Linked DNA regions of Mus musculus: all the other regions are linked to region 3. A link is a contact called in public promoter capture Hi-C data. All regions are on one chromosome and are shown on one strand. Each heading gives the region's core, a stretch centred on a gene start, on an enhancer-like site or on the middle of the called end of the contact. The rest is flanking DNA. Distances are from core to core; before and after follow the strand shown. Region 1 holds the start of Clybl (citrate lyase beta like). Region 2 holds the start of A330035P11Rik (RIKEN cDNA A330035P11 gene). Region 3 holds the start of Ipo5 (importin 5).

Evidence for each region. Promoter capture Hi-C pulls out the DNA fragments that hold promoters and counts their contacts.
Region 1: a promoter capture Hi-C map of pre-B cells shows a contact between it and region 3, with 2.4 times the contacts expected there. The contact joins the promoter of Clybl here to the promoter of Ipo5 in region 3. A contact is called at or near these places in 1 of 39 promoter capture datasets (pre-B cells) and 1 of 115 datasets of contacts at active chromatin or transcription factors (thymic regulatory T cells).
Region 2: a promoter capture Hi-C map of erythroid cells shows a contact between it and region 3, with 5 times the contacts expected there. The contact joins the promoter of A330035P11Rik here to the promoter of Ipo5 in region 3. A contact is called at or near these places in 2 of 39 promoter capture datasets (erythroid cells and fetal liver), 2 of 484 Hi-C or Micro-C datasets (CD8 T cells and erythroblasts) and 1 of 115 datasets of contacts at active chromatin or transcription factors (large pre-B cells).

The regions. Positions count from the first base shown.
Region 1 is chr14:122,180,025-122,183,383 of GRCm38.p6, forward strand. It overlaps Clybl (citrate lyase beta like), which reads left to right and starts at 1,670. Exons shown (of 8, transcript NM_029556.3): 1 at 1,670-1,757. The coding sequence starts at 1,702.
Region 2 is chr14:122,105,524-122,109,041 of GRCm38.p6, forward strand. A330035P11Rik (RIKEN cDNA A330035P11 gene) reads right to left here and starts at 1,451. Exons shown (of 4, transcript NR_015586.3): 1 at 261-1,451. It overlaps Tm9sf2 (transmembrane 9 superfamily member 2), which reads left to right and starts at 1,559. Exons shown (of 17, transcript NM_080556.3): 1 at 1,559-1,912. The coding sequence starts at 1,745.
Region 3 is chr14:120,909,394-120,912,535 of GRCm38.p6, forward strand. Ipo5 (importin 5) reads left to right here and starts at 1,801. Exons shown (of 26, transcript NM_023579.4): 1 at 1,801-1,950. The coding sequence starts at 1,861.

The DNA of each region.
Region 1 (3,359 bases), core at 420-2,919, 1.3 Mb after region 3:
TGTAGCTCAGTGGTAGATAGAGCTCCTGCCTGCCTGGCTGAGGCCCTAAATTCTACTCCCGAGTATATTATTAAAAAAGGCATTTAGGCCACTTAAACCTGGGCCCAGGAGGTTCTCAGATCCCTGAAGTTTTATGCCTGCTCTACTTTGCCCTGAAGTCTTTCACCCTCCCAACCCGTCTTCCCCCACTACCTCCCCTCAATCCCTCTGACCCCCTCAGGTGCAAAACTTGCAATAACTCTTTTGTGCATGTAACTGACGCCTTACGTGACTTTTATTGATAAATAAAAACTCAAGGCCGGGCGGTGGTGGCACACACCTTTAATCCAAGTACTTGGGAGGCAGAGGCAGGCAGATTTCTGAGTTCAAGGCCAGCCTGGTCTACACAGTGAGTTCCAGGACAGCCAGGGCTATACAGAGAAACCCTGTCTCAAACAACAACAACAACAACAACAACAACAAAAGTTTTAAAAACTCAAACCCCCAGACCTGTGTTTTTACTGGTGGATGGATGGCCATAGAGAAGTGTAACAGGACAAAGAGTGTGATCTAGTATCTGGAGACAGACAAAGCTTGCCTGCTCAGTCTCTTAGTACAAGATATAGATGTGTAAATTAGAGATGGAATGGGTGTTCCTGATACTGCTTTGTCTCAGGCTCCATTTTGGCGGAACAGACTGGGGCCCGCAGTGGAGACAGGAAAGTGGGATGGTCCTCACTGGGTGCAGGCAGGAGAGGTCCGGGTGGGTGTGAGGGGGCCTCACAGAGGGTTTGAACAGTCTGCCCTGTTGGTATCATAAACTAAGCGATAACTCAGTCTTGCAGATATTCGGCATCTGTGCTGCCACTCTGGCTACAAAGGACTTCTGGGGTCTTTTGTTTTTGTTTTTCGGGACAGGGTTTCTCTGTGTAGCCCTGGCTGTCCTGGAACTCACTCTGTAGACCAGGCTGGCTTCGAACGCAGAAATTCTCCTGCCTCCCAAGTGCTGGGATTAAAGGCGTGAGCCACCACGCCCGTCTGGGGTCTATTTTTTAATCCAGCTTCCGACAACGACTTTGAGTGTCAATTCAGAACAAACGGAACGTAGTGACCACCAAAATCAAAACTGCAGAGGTAGAAGACAGAGGAATGGTGGAGGGTGGAGAGTGGAAAGGACCAGACACTAGGTAGGGCACCACTGGATTAGGAAAGACGACCGATGGCAGCTTCTCTCAGTTTCCGGAGACCCGCAGGCATTGGGAAGGGGCCTGTGTGGGTCCCAAGCCTGCACCTTTTCAGGTAGAGCCCATTTGCTTTGACCACTTTTAGCTTATGCACCATCGCAGGCTCACCGACTGTGTTAGGGGCACGTTGATAATAAAAACAGCAAAAAAGCCCCTCGGAAACCTAAATCTTCTCTGCCAGAGAAAACCCAAGTTTCTCTAACTCGTTTCAGAAGCGGGCGGAGCATTGGGTCACCAAAGCCTCCGCGCAGAGCCGCGCAGGGCTCGCAGAGGATTGGAGTGGCTAACGAGGGCGGGCGTGGTTTTGGAAAGAGAAGCGTTGCATGGGGCCTCGCCAGCAGAAGCAAGGTGGGGCTGAGTCTGGCTGGACTGGCCTGGGCTGTGGCAAGCGGGGGGCCGGGCTAAGCCTGGTAGGGCGGGCGTGGCCGAATCCAGCTAGGCGGGGCGAGGGCGGGGCGTAGGCGGGCCAGTCGGGAAGATGGCGTTGTGCGTGCTGCGGAACACGGTTCGTGGAGCGGCGGCGCTGCCCAGGCTGTGAGTTCAGGTTCTCTGTCCCCGCCACGCGGCGAAGGCGGTAGCCAGAGTGGTCTCTGGAGCCTGCATGGGCACTCTAGCCCGATACCTCTGTGCCTCCGGTCCTTGACCTCTGCCAAGGTCGCTGCGGCTGCTGCCTCCCAGTGGGAGGGCTTTGCGTGGACCCGGGCAATGGGTACAAACGTTACTGGGTTGGCAGGGCTGTCAGCATCTGGCATGTACCGCGCTAACTTAGGGGCGCTCTGGAGTAGCTGAGACGCTCACCCCACCTATGTGAAGCACAGTGGTTCCCAAATGTTGTTCTCTGGACCCACTTACCCAACCAAGAATGACTGAGGGTTCCAAAAAGCTTTTGCCAAAATCTGCTCATGAAAAACACTGAATTTTTTTTAGGTGAAAAGAGCATATATTTTGAAGTTTTCTTTGGTTTAACAAGAGACTTTAAGTCTTACGTCATCAGCTTTGGAGTAGATATTTGAAAAGAATTCCATGACTTGGGGAGTGGAGGCAGGAGGACGCAGGTTAAAGGCTACACTTAATCTACATAGCAAGTTTGAGGCCAGCCTGGCCTACATAGCAATACTAGTTGGTAAAGGAACTGTAGATTGTCACAAACAGTGACCCTCCCTCATGACACTTGCCTATCTGTTAACTGCACGTGTCCTGAGTTCTCCTTTAAGGTGTCTTGCCTATTGTGAGGAAACAGGATCAGAGACTGTCTCAAAGTCCCACGGAGCGATGGAGCCAGAGTTCACAGTTTAGCGTTTTTTACATCTTTTGTGTTGTGCTTCATGATTTACCCCAGACCCATGACAGGACCCATATGGTCTTAGGCACCTCATTTTCTCATCTGTGGCCTTGCACCCTGGCTGGAGGAAAATCACTCCTGGAACCTGAGTGGTGGTAAGGGAGGGGTCCTGGGCCAGCCCAGAGATTCCGTTTCTGAAGTGTGAAAGGACCAGTCCTGACCGCACACAGTCACCACTTCTAATAGGCTTGGAGCTTAGTGTAAACTCCTTTTTATCACCACCACCCTGCCCCCCATACCATGCATCATCTCTATCAAGGGCAGGTACTTGGCTTTAGTGAGCCAATTGTGCTAGTGTGGTCCTAGTAAACCCACCAGAGGATGTAAGTGCTGTCTGGGACCAGTAGGCTACTTCTGGAGGCTCCTTGCTTATTTTCAGAGTGTCTGAACCATTGCTGAGCACGCAGGGGCCATTCAAGACCAGAAATCCTGATCCCTGTTTCTGACCCACCAGCGTTTGCCCTGAGCTCTAGACTGTCATGTTATTCATGCAGTTCTCTGTGGCCATGCTGGATGTATATGAATTACTCCGCTTTCAAGGAAGGGAGCATAACTCACTTGACAGAGCCAAGAAATATAGATGGGAACACACACACCTATCAAAGTTGCTACATAGAACCATCTGTAGCTATTTCTCAAGCTACACATGAGTCCTTAGGACGCTTCCAGGTCTAACACATCACTCAGGGAGCAGTCTAACTTCTTCCTGAGGCTTGTCAGTAAAGCACCGGCCCAACTGTAAGGAAGCTCCTGCTGTCTACCACGCAGGCACTTAATTGTTCAGTCCTAGCAAG
Region 2 (3,518 bases), core at 201-2,700, 1.2 Mb after region 3:
ACCTACATTCTACATTATCCCTCTTAGCACAAGTAGAAGCTGGGGAGACCTACAGAGTGGCCTAGCGTGGTAGGTAGGAGCCTAGAGACCACCAAAAGAACTCAGTGGCACAGCGAGCAGCATGCCAGCTATGGACAGTGAGATTGTCACAGGTAGAAAAAAGTAGTAATGGCAAGGTTGGAGCGGGAGCTACGGCAGTGAAGGTCTAGTTTGGTATTATCAGAAAAATAGGTAAGGTGTGTGGGGGGTGTTAATCCTACCTCTTTATATTTGGAGACAGCTGCTTCCTTTTTCGACAAAGGGCGTTGTCTTGACTTAGCCCAAAGTTCAGTATGTGCATGTATTTGAGATGGTGTGCGCTGATGGACACGCCTCCTTTTGTTATAAAAGTGGTCAGGACCGCCTGGGACAACTACTATATCACCTATTTTTTTGTGATATAGTATTTTTTAACTTAATCTTTACCACTCTTTGAGAGGGTGAGCACCCTTGTCTTCTCTTCTAACTTTCATTTCTCCAGTGATGAACCCATGCCCAGAGGCACATCGCTAGATCACAATGTTCCAAAGCCAGGACGCTCAGCCAGTACAAATTACCTTTGATGTTAAAGCTCTTTTTAGGTATGTCAGTAGTTCTTTCTGTAGGTGCTAGAGCCATTGAAAATCTGGTTAGTTGTAAACTTTGGGGAAGGGAGCAATATATGAGCACACAGAAAAAATTTAATAGCATGAGACTACAAACTTTTTTGAATTTACCTATTTTCTGAATTTGCCTTTTCTTGAATTTGGGGGTTACAGTCATCCAGGACTGTGTTTTATATTCTAAGATGATGCACTTGGGGAAGAATTCGGTTGAAGTCTAAAACTCCATGGGCTTTTTATGCTAAACTTTTCTCCTCCTTGAGCATAATGCTTGCGCACTAACACAGAGACATAACCATTTCCCATTATCAATGGGAAAAGCTATGCACCTTGTCGAAGAGTAATAATGCCGTAATAGTCTTCCTTAACACGACTGCTTTGCTTAACTAAGCCCCGGTATCTTCATTGCAACCTGCCATTGCTACTTTATATTTACTACCCTCTCTCATCTATCTCATTTCGACTTTCTGAAAGATATGTTTGTTGTGTGCACACTTCTCCCACACAAGAATGTCCCAGCATTTCCGATGCTTAGGAATTATTCTTGCAAATAACCTCTAAGAGCTGTTTAAAGATTTACGAACCGCTCTTTCCATTTGTTCCCTTACCCTGGCCCCAACTAGGTAACCCCTGAGCTCTGCCTCATCGACCAACTCGGTCTCCATCAGAAAGTACTTGGTTCATCAGTCCTGAGCGGACTGACGGGTATGAGGTGACAGAGGGCAGAGAAGAGGTGCGCCCGAGAAGCGCGGCGCTCTGGAGCGCCACGGTGGAACCTGGAACCCGACTGTGGGTGCCGGAAGCGCGCAGGCGGAAGTCACCCAGATCCCGGAACGCGGATCTCTTGGCCGCCCCGCCCGGAAAGAGCCCGCTGCGCTTGCGGCGCCGGCACTGAGCATGTGCGTGCGGCCCCGCGCATGCTCCGTGGAGGCCCGCTTCGGTTTCTGTCGCGGGGCCCGCGGTGTCTCCTAGCGTAACCGGAACTAGCCGTTGCGGGCCGGCCTTCTCTGCGCTCGGGCCTTGAGGTGATCTCCGAGCGCCCCGGACCCCTCCTTCCTCGCCGTCCCCCTCGGCTCGGCCGCTCGCCTCTCACAGCCGCCGGCATGAGCTCCAGGCCGCCAGCGTCGCCGCCAGCGCAAGGCTCCAGGTTGCTGCTGCTGTCGCTGCTCCTGCTAGGGACGGTCCCAGGCCCGCGCCCGGGAAGCGCCTTCTACCTGCCCGGCCTGGCGCCGGTCAACTTCTGCGCCGAAGAGAAGAGCAACGAGTGCAAGGTGGGGGAGGCCTGTCGGGCTGCGCGCCGCGGTGGGAGCGGGGTCTAGGAGCGGGGTCAAGGAGCGGGAAGGGGCGTAGCTGTGGGTGGGGTCGCATTTCGAGCCGCGACGGGACGGGGGCCTGCGGACCCCGGGTGGTCCCCGCGGGCTCGTCGCTGCAGCTCGGGGCGCTTTGCCCGGACCCCGGCGGCTTGCGGAGCGCCCTTGGACTGGCCTGCACGCAGGTACGCGGTGACCCGATGCCCACACGGGGCGCTCCCAGCCGAGCGACAACTTCCAGTAACTTAATTTCGTAGCTCACTGTTTTATTGCACTTTCCTAGAACTCCTGGTCATGACGGCTTATTCTCTCTAGGACTTTGATACCGAACTTCAAGAATACTAGTTGATCATTTAACCTGTGGATTGTGACGCATTCTAACCCTCCTTGAAAACCGCGTTAATAAAGACTAGTTGTAGTTAAGTTTAGTCCCTGGCCTTTAAATTTTTTTTTAAGCTATAAAATTTTTAAGAGACCCCCAAATGGGTTTCTCCGCGATGGCTTTAAACACTTAAAAAGCAGCAGAGAGCGGGAGAAAGAACCTGCCTTGAAAATGTTGGTTTCGTAGGCCATCCGCCCACACGTTTTTCAGTTTACCAGCTGAAAGCAGCTTTTAGGTATCAGGTGTAGAGCATCACAATACACCATTATTTCGTAAAGTTACTAAAACTTAACCATTTGGAGGATCCAGGGCCTCTCAGAAACCGTTAATTTTAATACTTCAAATAATGGTTAAGAAAACGTTTACACTTTTTATTTACTAAAATTTTAAGCTGGTGTTTATTTTATGACTCTTAGCTATACCACAGTTGTGAATTTTGAGGTTGTTTTAGAGTATTAGGGAGGCTATTAAAGTTTTCATGGCATTTTGCAGCTTCTCTTTAGGTTTGTGGGCTATCCTGTGTGGCGTTAACATGGTCACTACAGTTTTAGAAAGAAACAAACGTGTATCTATGACACGTAAGTCGTAGAGGGTTCAATAATGCCTACCAATCGGTAAGATTCACCCAGGCACACAGTCCATTAACTGTGGTACCCGGAAAAGCAGGAACTTCTGCCTCCTTCTAGAGAGTTCTGACCTAAAGTGAGATCCAGTCTTACAGGCACACTGAATTTTTCTGTTAAATATTTCAGAAGCCAACCTTTATAAACAAGTACTTGGTCTGTAAATGAACAGTGAATGTGTGTTGTATTCGTAATTTCTTAGAGAAATACATTCCTGGCTCCTCCATCAGCCACTGGAGAACAGAGGCTTATTAATAAAATCTGATGTTACGAAAGGTATGGTCCACATACCTAGAGAGCATAGATGAGGAAATGTTTGTGGATTAGAGTCTTCTGGAGAAGCAGCAGAGATGTGACACTGGACACGGACTTTAGAGAGAAGTGTGAGTGGATTTGTGGGTGATTTGTGTTGTCTCACAAGGTCTTTAAGTGTCCTTTTGAAGTTTCTGATCCTTTGAGGGTTTGACTTAGATAGGTGTGGGGATGAAACAGGCAAGACAGATCATATTCTGGATGTTGGCTTGCTGTCCTTGTTCTCAGCTACTCCGTTAGCAGTAGGAAG
Region 3 (3,142 bases), core at 551-3,050:
TGGTCTGACCTTGAAGAAAACAAATGTGGCCAAAGAATGAATTCAAGGTAGGAAATCAGTTCTACACAATAGCTTTGCTGGCCTCCTGTAGAGAAAGAATCCCGCCAGTGTGGCAGCTAATAGTAGAGGGGGTGACTTTCTCCACAAATCAACTAAATGCCACTGTAGAAACCGGGACTGGTTCCCACAATTCCACGTGATCCCAGGGCTTCTGGCCAGATTTTGCATGACCTGACCATGGATGATGTAAGACCAACCTTTAAAATCACCCAAGAGAAAATATTTAATACTTTCAAAATGCACAATTGCCAACAAGAAATAAAAAACTTCAACATAAATCCCATGAGCTGCTGAGCTGTAGTTACAGGCCTCAGGCTGTGGAAACCTATTCCTTAGGAAGTAGTCGAGTCCTTTTGACACAAGACATACATCCCCCTTTTCACCTGCTGTCATCCTCAACTTGGGCAATGCTTTGGACACACAGTAGGCTTTTAACTGAGTCTGGGCAAACAGGAGCTGGGATAAACTTGGGAGCTGAGAGCCAGTCAAGATTTTTACAACAGAATCTGAATTGTGGAGAAAGGTCTCCCCTCTATAGGTGTAGCTGCAACCCTGATTACGTTCTGCTTTTCTGGAGGCCAGCGCATCTATTTTGTAGAACTAGTTTCCAACTGGGGATGCTCTTTCATTCTTGGGCCACATTGTTTTTTTTTTTTTTTCAGTGTAGGACCATTTCATACATTATTTTTTTCTTTTGATATGAGCATTTGAGTCTGTGGACATTAGACATGATTCTGAATAGGACATGATTCTCAAAGTGTTTCAGTTTGAGCTCTGCTCTCTCCTGTTTAGGCAGTCCCAGATAGAAAGATGGGCCAACGCTGGTGTTTAAGCACTAGAGTTTAGGAGGTGAGAGGGAGGCAGCCTCTGGTCCCCTCCATGCTGGCACGCATCAACTATCAATGGATCGACCACGTTAGGGAGTGGCTCATGACTTCTCCCATCCTTAGAGAGCAAGGAAGCTCCAAACACCAGGATGGGTGGCAGTTCCCGGGTGGGGAGCGTGCGTGATTTGATCCGGGACGGAGAGGTGCAGGGGGGAAGAGTCCGTGATGAGCAACCCCTCTTCCGGGACAGTCCCTGGACGTGAGTCACAGGACAGAGGAGGGTAGGGACCGCCTGAGTCACAGGCTGAGGGGGACGACACGACACCACAGGGCCAGACAGATGGAGGGGTCTGCAGAGGCGGGTGTGTGTATGCGTGTGTGCTCGCTGCTGGGGGGATTGGGATGGGGTTAGGGAGGGGGGTCCCGGGGCCCCAAAGCCCTAAGGCGCGGCTACGCGGCGGGCGGCAGGGAAAGGGAGTCCAGCCAGCCCGCGGCGCCGAAATCTCCCGCGCTCAGGAGCTGGCCCCTCCTCCGGGCCCGGCCTCACGCCCCTCGCGGCGGCCCAGCCGGATCGGCTCCTCCCAACCCGCGCCCCGGGAACCCCAACCTCGTCCTAACAGCGGCCCTCTGGCCGCCACACACGCCCGCCAGCCCCGCCTCCCGGCGCGCGCTGGAGTGACGACACCGCAGGGTGCGTGACCAATCGGCGTGGCCCTCGAGGGGGGGCGGCCTCGGGCACGCCCCCCGCGCCGCGAGCCAATGGGACGCCGGCGTCGGCGGCCGCGGCCGGGTGAGAGGGCGCGAGGCCCCGCCCCGTCCTCCCTCGGCCCCCTCGGCCCCGCCCTTCTCGCCCGGCCCCTCATCCCCGCGCCGCCGCTGGTGCCGGTCGCCGCGCTGGGCCCGCCCCCAACCCTCCCGCCGGCCCGCCAGCGCGCCTCACAGCTCCCTCCTTCTCTCTCTCACGCCTAGCGCAATGGCGGCGGCCGCGGCGGAGCAGCAACAGTTCTACCTGCTCCTGGGAAACCTGCTCAGCCCCGACAATGTGGTCCGGAAACAGGCGGAGGTAAGCGAATCGGCGGCCCCGGCGCGCCGATCCTTCTCCTCCGCGGCCGGCCGGCTGGCCCTGGGCGCTCGTCGGCCGGCCGGCCGAGCGGCGCGGGTCGGCCCGGCTGGCGGACAGCGGCCCCGCAGCCCACGTGCGCGCCTCCCGCCCGGCCCCGGCCCTTCCGGCCCGTGCAGCGGCGGCGGCGCCGGTTGCCTCGCCGCCGACCCGCGCACACGTGCCACCGCGCCTGACGCGCCCCGCCCGCGGGCCCTGCACCCCAGCCCTGCTCTCCCTCCCCGCGTGGCCCGCCAGCCCTCGCGGGCGGCCAGACCCCGGCAGCTCCTGACCCGTCCCGCTTCCCCCACCACCCCAGCCGCTCCCTTCCCCATCCCAGCTCAGGGAGAACGCGTGTCCTGCCTGTCGCTGCCTTACGGCGTCTTTCCCCCGAGCCCCTTTCTGGTTTCTAAAAGGAACTGCACACGCCGGTCCCTTCAAGATCGTGTGAAGTTGCCTTTGAGGGATCCCTGCTTGACCACCTCGCTCTGCTCTTCTTCCTTCGAATCTTGTTTGATCTCTAGAGATTTGGGCTTATAAACGGGATATACTGGGGGCTGTGGCTGTCTAACTGGGCCAGTGCCATCTCTTTTTCATATAACACAGATCGTTCTCAATCAGTCTTAGATCAAGGGTTCCATTTCAGATACAGTTATAAGCCCATTTGCAAGCTAGCAATAATATTATTAGCTCACTAGAAGACGGAAGATACATTGTTAGTGTTGAAGCTCAGATTTTTGTGAGGTAATTTCTAGGAAAGTTGATACGTGGAGCTCCTTACGACCCATGGGTCTGAAGTTTTTTAGGAGACTCTGAGGATGTGTGAATAGCTTTACTTACAAAGCAAAGATGTCTTTTATATATAGCTAGTGACGTTGACATGTCTTGTACTTACCGACCTAAAGTTGGGAGCTGTCTTTTAAAACAGTTGCTAATTTCGCTTTGAGTAGAATGGATAATCTGGCCACACTTAGATTTTAGTAAGTAAAGAAGTTGGAGACTTAACTTCTGTGTGAAATGGTGCTTTAAACTATGTCCTTCTTAATGGTGCTTTTAATTTTGGGGGGAGGGGAGATAGCGATGTTTGGCTCTCTAGTTTACACAGGCCCTTCAAACCTGTGGCAGTCCCCCAGCCAAGTTTCCTGAGCGCACCAGT